Linked DNA regions of Acanthopagrus latus: region 1 is linked to region 2. Evidence: chromatin contacts called from public Hi-C data. All regions are on one chromosome and are shown on one strand. Each heading gives the region's core, a stretch centred on a gene start, on an enhancer-like site or on the middle of the called end of the contact. The rest is flanking DNA. Distances are from core to core; before and after follow the strand shown. Region 1 holds the start of LOC119009803 (gap junction delta-3 protein-like). Region 2 holds the start of mki67 (proliferation marker protein Ki-67).

Region 1 (5,149 bases), core at 2,119-4,618, 190 kb after region 2:
TCCATGGGGTGGGACAGGTGACACAGGTGGAGCGTGGGGAGCCCCTTAAGTGTCTCGGTGAGGGTGGAGTGAGAATGGAGGATGGTGGAGAGCAGGAGGCGGCGGAGGGCGCCGAGGAAGATGTTATCCCTTCCATCTCCTCCTCCGCGTCGGTGTGAAGGGAGTCGCCGAAAACAGATGACCTACATTTACTTTGAGAAAAAAAAGATTCCAGCAGCGAGGCCTCCCAGGATTCAGACGAGAGTGAAGTATGGAAAGGCACGGAAAGGGGGGGGAAGGTATAGAAAGACAGGAAGAGGTACACCTCCAGTTTGACGAGGCAGACAAGAGAAGAAACGGGGGGGGGGGGGAGTTTTGATGGTAATCCTTTTCGACTCTTCCTTCCTTCCCTCTCGAGCGGTTATATAAAACACATCTAGAATTCTGTTCTATGCACATCAAAGGGCCCGCGCCGCTTTGCAATCTGCATATATGATGCGTCCAGGGAACAGCAGGAGGGGTGTGTGTGTGTGTGTGTGTGTGTGTGTGTGGAATGTTTCAGTCTAAAATAAGCTTCTTTGCAGAGTATTTAGATGACATTGTGTTCAGAGGGGCCTCTGTGAATCTGTGCATGCTCGAGTCTTCGAATGATAATCACATCTCGGTGCAGACACAGCAAGGAGGCGTTCACGACAACCGACGAGAGTATTCGGTTCACACTGAGCTTTAAGATGTTTTCCACTGCAGGACGGCTGAGAGGGACGTTACAGTGTTTCAGTCTGAACTGGAGAATTAATTGATAAATAACACAGTGTCGTGCAGCGTGTGGATGCTGTCATTGAATTAATGTGGCTGCAAATGAAGTCATCTCACTGAAGATGAGAGCTCCATGTTTCACAGTTTACCGCTCCAATGCTGCCACCTGCTGTTGGAACAACTGCACTCTTTGCCAGATATTCTTAGAGGACATATTCAGTCACCAGTGAATACATTTGTAACATTTTATTTGGATTTCACATGATTTTTTTTTTTTTTTTCATGTACTTTTGTATTTTGATGCAGGCATTACGTTGGTCTCCTCAGCAGCTGGGAGACTAAATATTGAGAACGACATGCATTAAAACAATCTAGCTGCATAAAGTTGTTATGTCAGTTTTTAAAAAGTCAATATATTTTTTTGGATGAACTGTTCCTTTAAAACATAGAGGAATGCTCTGCCTTAGATAATAATTTAAGTTCAATCAAGCAACTTCTTAAAGGCACAGTGACCCATCGCCCCTCTTTAAACTAAGATTCCAGACGACCACAGAGATTGTTGTTGCTTCAGCAGATGAATGTGAAAACACACTGCACATATATCCAAGTAACAATACGCACAAACACATAATGGAGTGATGAGGAACTTTGATATTCATGTTCTGCAGTGATTTAGATCAGAGTGGCACCGCAGTGCAATACCACAATGAAACCAGAAAAATAAAACTGAATTTTCTATGTGCAGGAAGAAGAAGAATAAAGGAACAGTCACACTGGGTGAAACCAAAATCATGTTATGCAGTGCGCTACTGGCCTGTTTACCATCAAGAAATACACAAAGGAAAAATATTCACCACAAAAGAGTCAGTAAAAGAAAAAAACGCAGCCATGTGAAACTTAAAAGTTCATAAAGTGACATTTATATTGTTGAATAGAACAAATGAAACATGGTTGATCTCACAAAAGGTTCAGGAGCAGTTGTTCATTCATTAATTGTGCACCTGTGAAATAAATACAGTCTGTGTTCACGCAGTTGCATTCAAGCTAATAATCATAACTTACAAAATCCAAAAAATCATTCAGAATCAGAATCAGCCCTGGTCGAGTTATAATAACTCACAATTTCTTTTTATTGGTTAAGAATTAATGTATTAATGTCATTGATAAGAACAATTTTGGGGCTGTTGTGTCAGTGTTTCTACTTGGTGATGATGCAGTTATAAAAACATTTAATAAATGCTTAATCAGTTGTTAATAGACGGAATGTGGCACAGTCCTTCAGTTCAATCAGCCAAAGGGATTTTTTATTTGTTTAACACAACCTGGCAACCAAAAAGTTGTTCTCAACAAGACCTCATATAACCGCTCTATCAAGATTAGCAGATTATTCACCAGTCATGACGCTAGCCTTACTAACCTTTCTTTATAAACTAGATAGATAGATAGATAGATACACTTTATCAATCCCAAGCTGGGAAATTTTGGCGTAGCAGCAGCATTTACATACATAAAAGATATAAGCAACACACTGAAATAAAAAGAAGAAATAACATTAATTAGAGTATAAAAAGCAATGTACAAATATACACAGTATAGATAATGTATCAAAAGAGGTAGTTATTATAGTGCAAAAAATAAAATATAAGGTGCAGTGAAACAGATAAATAATCAGCAGTGGACCAGTGGACATAAGAAAACCAGATAAAGTGTGCATGTACTGTATTAGATGACCAGATTATATAACTATTATTGTACAGTTTGATGGCATGTAGCAGGAGAGAAAAACCGAAAAAACAGATAAAGTGCGTATGGACTGTATGGAAAGACCAGATTATTTAACTATAAACAAGGCACAGATCTGCCGGCCCTGTACTTGTGGCTCAAGCTGGAGACCTTCCTGCTCGCGCTGCTCTTCGTCGATCATCCTCACGCTGCCGGACACGCTTTCTGGTTCCTCGGTGCTCGGTGGTGACGGACTGCCGGCTTGAGCAGAACCACTTCGTGGAGCCGTAGAGAACCTCCACGCAGCTGGAGATGGCTGCTATCAGCCCCACAGCGAAGTAGAAGCAGAGGAAGATTGTTTTCTCTGCGGGGCGTGAGGTGAAGCAGTCCACCGTGTAGGGGCAAGGGAAGCGGCTGCAGGGGAACTGGGCCTCCACCTTGAAGCCGTACAGCCACCACTGTCCCACGAGAAAGCCAACCTCTGCGAATATGCGAAAGACCACGTTGACGAAGTAAAGCCTCATCAAACGGTGGTCTTCTCTCTGGTCCTGGCCGCCAGTCTGGTTGAGCTTGGACCGGGCGATCCTCTTGTTGTGGTGATGCATGGCGTACATGAGGAAAACCAAGGAGGGCGTGGCGATGAGGACGATGTGGAACACCCAGAACCTGTACTGGGAGATGGGGAAGGCCATGTCGTAGCACACCTGTTTGCAGCCCGGCTGGAGGGTGTTGCAGGCAAACTCCTCCTGCTCGTCCTCAAACAGGTCGCTGGCTACAGTTCCCAGGATCAGGATCCTGAAGACAAGCATGATCAGGAGCCAGAAACGACCGAGCATCGGCGAGTGGGCCTGCAGGTTGTCGAGGAACCCGCCGAGGAAGCTCCATTCCCCCATGATCACAGCACCGTCTCGGGTATGGCTTCTTGAGAACACAGGGATCTATCTGCCTCTGAGCTGCCTTTGATTAAAAAGAGAAACCAAAGCGCGTCTTATTATACAACTCATGATTCAAATGGGGGCGGGGGGTCAAAGGTCAGTCAGCTTATCTAGGTTGTTTTTTTGTACGTGCTCAATGTGGTGATAAAACTCACCTTCCAATTACCTGAAACCAAAAATGAAAGACAGTGACCTGCAATAACAGCAATTGAACAATATCAGGAAAGGAATAAAACAATCACAGCAGCCTGATTTAACTGCTTGGTACTCCCCTCATCTTTAGGTTTTGTTTTGACAGATGTGTATAAAGATATTTTATAATTATTAGATTTTTTTTTCTAGCAATCTTTTTTATATATATAGATATCACATCTATATATATATATCTATATATATCTATATCTATATCTATCTATCTATATCTATATCTCTATCTATCTATCTATCTCTCTATCTATCTATCTATCTATATATATATATATATATATATATATATATATATATATATATATATATTAAAAAAGAGGATTGCTATAAAGTACATTCATTCCTCGAAACACAAAAAAACACTGGGCACGTACCCTCTTGGACTCCCCTGTGGTAGACAAAACATGACAAAGTGCCCTCTCCTTACCCCACTGGTGCCCCTCTGCACACATGCGGTGCCCTTTTTGTTATCGATTTCACCCCCCGGCCCTCACACATCCTGAATCCGCCACTGAAATGATGAACCAGTCACCAGGAATTTTGGTCGACTGGTTGCCGTTTATTCTGCACATATTTGAACTTCATTTTTTACGGCACGGCAGTTACGAGTACAGCATCGTTCCATCTACAGGCTGCTGCTTGTGCAAGTAACCTGACTGGTTGAGCTACTTGCTGGTCTGTACTCGGATTTCTGACAAGTCAGCGGCAGTAAGACGACAAAACAAGCTGAGGATTTAGGGCGTTAGGGATTTGATTTACCTGATGAAGAGACACGAGAAAACCAAACCATAAAAAGAAAAGAAAATCCTGTTTTCTGGTTCCTCGTCCTCTCTAGCTCAGATATATCCTTGGAGGATATATAAAAATTGTGTCAAATCAAGCGTTACACCTTGGTCCACGCCAGTTCTCACTCCAAATGGCATGTGATGGAGGCTTGCAGGGGCTTCTAATTGAGAGGGCGGCAACAGTTCAGGAAATTCCTGCAACGTCCTAATCTGGACCCATCAAGAGTCCCAGACAGGAGTGATGTTTACCCAAGAAAGGCAAACTCTTGATGAGCATTTCAAAGAGCTTCCTAAATGGCAGGAAGGGTCAGCCTTAAGCTGCACCAACAGTTTTCTCTGATCACAATGGGCAACACGCGAACACTTGCGTAATGCTACCCTGTGATGAATGGTTTCATTCAGAAAGCAGTCAGGGCAATTTTTAATGAGCTGTTATAACTGTATCTCAATTTTATGACTTGGAACAAGTTTATCAGTTGTACTAGATAAGGAGAATTCTTTCGCTTTCTACTCTCAACATTCACAATCTCAATTTGTGCTTAAAAGCCGAGCCTGAAAGATCATTTTAGCCTCTGACATGAAATCATGATTATTAATTTAAAGTGTTACTTACCCATCCAACTTCCCCAAAGACTTCTTCCCCATTACACCGGTCCTATCGACCACATGTGCTGCTGTTCACTCTCCCTCCCCGAAAACACTACAGAGAAACCTGACTTGCACAGACACAAATTCAACAGCACATTTCACTCAACGTTAGCCCTA
Region 2 (5,195 bases), core at 1,352-3,851:
AATTTCACCAACTGTAATTGTGGTACATTATCTTCAACTACAGCTAATTCACAATAACATTATCACATAGTCTCACCTGTGGACACTTCAGAGATCTTCTTCCCTCCTGTTTCAGTGGTGACAGTGTCTCCCACCTGCTGATCTTTAAGAACCTAGCCATGAGACACTGTCGTTAAACACAAAGTAGCTGTGCAGGCAAAGTCAAGATGTTGGGGTGGCTGCAATGCCCTAGCGAGAACATAAATAATCAGTGAGTTACCTTGAGGGTTTCAGTTTTGCCTCCTGTGGAAGACCTCTTCTTTGGTGTGGGTGCTGGAGGGTACTCAAACCTGAAATGACAATCAGCAGAAAATATAACTAGAACTTCATCTACATACATCAATAAAATGCCAACTTTACCATTCCAATTGCATCTGGTATACATGCCATTTAAATACATATCATCTGTACTTAGATTAAATGTCCCGTCAGTGTGTTCTTGGAAGTACATGGAAAACTATTACTGAAAACCACACATGATGCATGTATGGGATACAAAGTGTAAACTCTTGATTTTTGAGACAGCATTTGCAGGTTGTGACAGATACTTTAATGAAACATTGTGTTAAAATTGGTGGTAAAGGATTATGCTCTAGTCTCTAGTAACTGAGTGCATAGTGAAATTCAGATGAAGTAATTACTGTTATTGTTCCATTTTGTCCATTGGTCATTCCTTCTAGCAAGCTTAAAACACACTGTACAGAGTCGAATTGTATGTTTTTGTTTTTTTTTTTTTTTAAATCAATGCACTTGATACTGAAAGTAATAGTAAAAAGTAAAGAGGTGGAGGCAGTAAAAACAGTAAACTGTTTCTCTTCACACCCACCTGAAAGAACGGTCAATAATAGTTATCACATCTCCATGCTTCAGACGCTCAGATTGTTGCAAAGCCTCTCCATTGACACAAGTTGGATTCACTGAGCTCAAATTTGTCAAAACGACCTAAAAAAGACAAAGATTAAAATTGCATCAAACGCATGCCCTCAAAGTGAAGAATACTGTGTCAGCCAGGCTTTTACTGCTATCTAGGTCAAAATTTCCCATAGCAAACCCACAAGTGATTTGAGGAATGAGACTTTTTTGTTGACACTGGAATGATGAACATATGAAGACATAAACACGATTATAACACAATTCCTCATTATCCCAGAAATTATTTAGAGTTGAAACACTGAAGTTAGCATAGTCATGTATCGTATGTGTCATTACCTCTTTATTTTCATTCAAATCAATCCTGCAATGCTCCTTAGAGACTTGAGGAAGCTGAATGCGAATATCACAGTCTGGCTTCCTGCAAAGATCAGAGAAAACACGTGTCAACAAAACACCGGCATTATGTGAACCGCCACAAGGTTTTCAGTGGTGCTTGTTAATAATAAAATATTCCAAGGTCCAAAATTAAAGTGAACCCGTGAACTGGAGGTACTTCATGTATGAACAAGGGAAAGACATGCGTGTACATTTCTGACGTCAGCAGCAGAGGGCCCGCCTCCAAACTAAAAGGTTTTTATAGCACCTCTGTCAACCCCAACACGAGGCTGCTTATAGTAAATGCTGGCTTCAACATAACGTCTGTGCATGTGCTCAAGAAATATCTGTTAAAAACAATAGTGCAGTTGAACTATAACAAAGGGTGGTGATTTAATCTGAAAACATGCCCTCCCATTACACCCACAAAATGCGTTTTACTGCTCTTACCTTCCAAATAAGCATGTTGCAGTCAGAGGAAACTCAGTCCCATCTCCTCCACTCCTCTTAATCACCACTATCTTTCCGTGCAATGGCATTTTCGTAACGTTACCTGGAAAAGTAAGCAAAACAAGTGTCAAACCGTAGAGCTAGCTAAACAACAAGAACAACGTCAAGCGATACATGGGAAACCAAATGTGACTTTTTAAAGAGTCAAGTTAAAAACGGCGTTTTAAGACAGGAAACAAACAAAATGGGGAGATTTTCGGGAAAATACAACATTTCAATGCTTGATGACGTTTCATCAATATCAAATGTACGGCACGTTAACGTTGACATTTGTTGACGAAAGGTATAATTTTTGTAATCAAAACTGTGTTTTATCGCTGACATTTTTCGACGTTAGCGTTACAATTCAACTCAGAAGATCACTGTTCGGAAACACTGACCTTAAAACACCCAGCTGAAAACTCTGCGTCACCCCACGTGTAATGTCGCTTCGATAGTGCCGATATATTTTTGTCAGCAATTGTATATGGTTGCAGAAATGTCTCAAGAAAAGCGACTACTCAACAATACAAGACGCATTGTCCGTTGAAACATGTCACTGAACGTTAACGTTAGCTAGCTAAAACTTATTATGTGCCCATGGTTGGACCGACTGAAAAATATGTCCATGCGTTGTAGCCTTACCTGGAAGTCTTTTCAAAGACGCGTCAACTGCTGGCAATCCATAAACCGGGATGTGACGAAGATGAATTTTACTATAATGTCATATCAGACTAAAATTTACCCACCGTACACTACAATGTACATCGACGAGTGGCTAACGGCAGCTAACGTGAGCAGCCGTCATTTGTCGCCTCTCGAGTCTTACACGGAGGTGCCGTAGTATCACTCCGCCACACTATACACTCTATAATTGAAAGGGACACACGGTTAAACACACGTCTTGGAGTACAATCGATGTATTTTTGTGTAACTGTGTTTTTAAAGTTCTATCTTGTTGTCACTTTCAAATGTAACTGCCATTAACGTAAAGGGGACTATTTTGTTTACAATTCTGGCGGAACGATTTCACCTCGGCAAAGGGACACTGATTTGAAAATGTTTGAAATTCCGCGCGAAGGACTGTGATTGGTTAATACGTCACTGTATCAAGGAGAGGGCGGGGCATATGACTTAAAAATTATTGCAGAGCCGAGACTACACAGTGTTTATGACCGAGATTCTTTATAGAAACCAGTTATGGCATTTACAATTTTATCAAGATATTACAAAAATGTATAATAATAATTTAAAGAACAACTCTCATTTTGTTTCATACTTTTGTAAGATTTAATATCATTTAAATGTAGTTAATTTAAATGTAGTTGTTAACTAACCTCAGCAAGCTTCACTTGAATGGATCTTCAGAGACAGCCACTCAAATCCAGATTAACTGTCAGATGGTTTATAGCTCAGTATTGGGTAGCCGTTATTTATAATCATGTCATGATACCATAAATGAGACATTTCGTCAATATATTGCAGGACAAGCTTGGCTTACTGGGACACCTCTGTGAGCAGAGCCATCAGTGTTACTAGTTAGATCTGTACTGTTTCTGCTAGAAATGTTTGTGATACAGTTTTTATATACATGCACTTAGAATTAGTCTGATGATATATGGCTGTTAGGAAAAAGTCAATTTTGTCCCTATTGATTTTTAACAACGTCATTTTGGCAAAATAGCTTCCACCAGGAAATATGAAATAACAAATGAGAACAAATGCTTTACTCTCCATCAACAGCTTGCACTTGAAGCTAGCTGCTGTTGACTCTGGTGCAAAATAAAACAAAAATGGAAATTCCCATATACGTAATAAAACATATTCATATGTTTATGCTCTACTCAGACTGCATACATTACATTGCCTAAAACTGCATGTGCTGAAGACTGTTTAAAAACTTTTTTTTTTCATCCAAGCCTTTCTGCCCCAAGCACCTTCCAACAAAAGTAATGTCCTGTAAGTTACTACGCTATGCTTGTGACTGCTTAACAGCGGCCACTGTGGCCACAAGTAATGATTACAGGATAATGGCAATTGCTAGATAACCATTAAGTCAGTAGACTCACACTATAATGCCATTTATACAGCAAACTATCAAATGTTTGTTAAGATTGGCCACTATCAACTACTGCTCACACCAGATCAACTAATGTTGTTGGTGCAAAACGGTGATTTGAGCACAGGTGTAATCAACTGCCTATGAATTCCACTTTTACAAGGAAGAATGTGCTGAACTGAAAAAAGAGAATTGTTCGATTTCTTAAAAAATTACCTCAATTGGTGACATCCAAATTAATTGATTTCTGTTTTACTTTAACCTAAACTCAATGCTGATTTCGATTAAGGTCACTGTCATGAAGACTCCTGGTACCGACTTAAATATCAAGAGTAAACTGTGAATCCTTGTTATCAGTCTCTGCAATGCTCTGCTATAGCTGCACACACAAAAAGGCAGTTCTCAGGCTTCTAGAAAGTGTGTCTGCCTTCTGTTTCTCCCCAAACTTCTTCTTCCTGTGGATATGATGTATAAAGACCTACTGAGAACCATCCTGTGGCGAGGCATGATAAGAACGACACAAGCGAATAACACAAACACATTCGATAATTATTAAATGTTGGTTTTATTTTTGATCTTTTTTTGTTGTTTTGTCTTTTTTTTTTCCAAAGTCGCTTGATAATCTTGACAAAATTGCAACATATTCCATACTTCTCAAACTGACGCTGTGTCTGTTGCTATTCCAGATTAGCTGTGGAGGGAAAAGTTGTGCGCTGTTCTGGACAGGTGAAGTCCTAAATGATGAAAGCAGCTTTGACCGTACAAATAAAAAAAAAAGAAAAAGAAAAAAAAAAGAAGAAAAGAAAACATGAACGACTCAGAGAGACTCCACACTGGCATCCTATGTCGTAACGTGGTGGGGGTCAGGCCTAACGAAACATGAGTGACTGAAGAAAAAAACTCAGGGGCTCAGTAGCAGAAGTGTGTGTATGTGTGCATCTGTGACAGGAGGGTTAGGATGTGCAGCACAGAACATATACAAAGAACAGGCCAAGCACACAAAATGATTCCTTCCTGAGACATTGGCGTGTGTACAGTAACGATGGTCTAGATGACGTGTGTGTTGTAGCGGTGAAGGCGTTTTGGCGTAAAGTGAGTTGCAGGGTGCAAGGTTTGCTCTGGATCCGGCAAAAAAGTCTCATGTCTTTGTTTTTTTTTCTACCACAGGTTGCCGGTGCGGGGGGAGGGGGGAAATTTGTGAGGACTTAAGTTGACAAACATCACATTTGGGACCTTCACTTGCTTGACCAATGACAGAGCAGAGATAGACTACAATCTAGTCTTTTCCCATCCACTACAGATTATTGATCCATTCAGAGACTACTGAGAATCACGTGTGTTTAATACAGTGTGTATGTAC

The links. A called contact is a pair of places that touch in the nucleus more often than the background predicts.
Region 1: a contact with region 2 is called in a Hi-C map of muscle, with 5 times the contacts expected there. The contact joins the promoter of LOC119009803 here to the promoter of mki67 in region 2. A contact is called at or near these places in 3 of 4 Hi-C or Micro-C datasets (all in muscle).

The regions. Positions count from the first base shown.
Region 1 is chr20:9,627,889-9,633,037 of fAcaLat1.1, forward strand. LOC119009803 (gap junction delta-3 protein-like) reads right to left here and starts at 3,369. Exons shown (of 1, transcript XM_037081414.1): 1 at 599-3,369. The coding sequence starts at 3,350. The coding sequence ends at 2,616.
Region 2 is chr20:9,439,741-9,444,935 of fAcaLat1.1, forward strand. mki67 (proliferation marker protein Ki-67) reads right to left here and starts at 2,602. Exons shown (of 17, transcript XM_037080840.1): 1 at 2,422-2,602; 2 at 1,738-1,840; 3 at 1,249-1,330; 4 at 866-981; 5 at 260-329; 6 at 77-152. The coding sequence starts at 1,826. raraa (retinoic acid receptor alpha-A) reads right to left here. Exons shown (of 10, transcript XM_037081427.1): 10 at 4,382-5,195.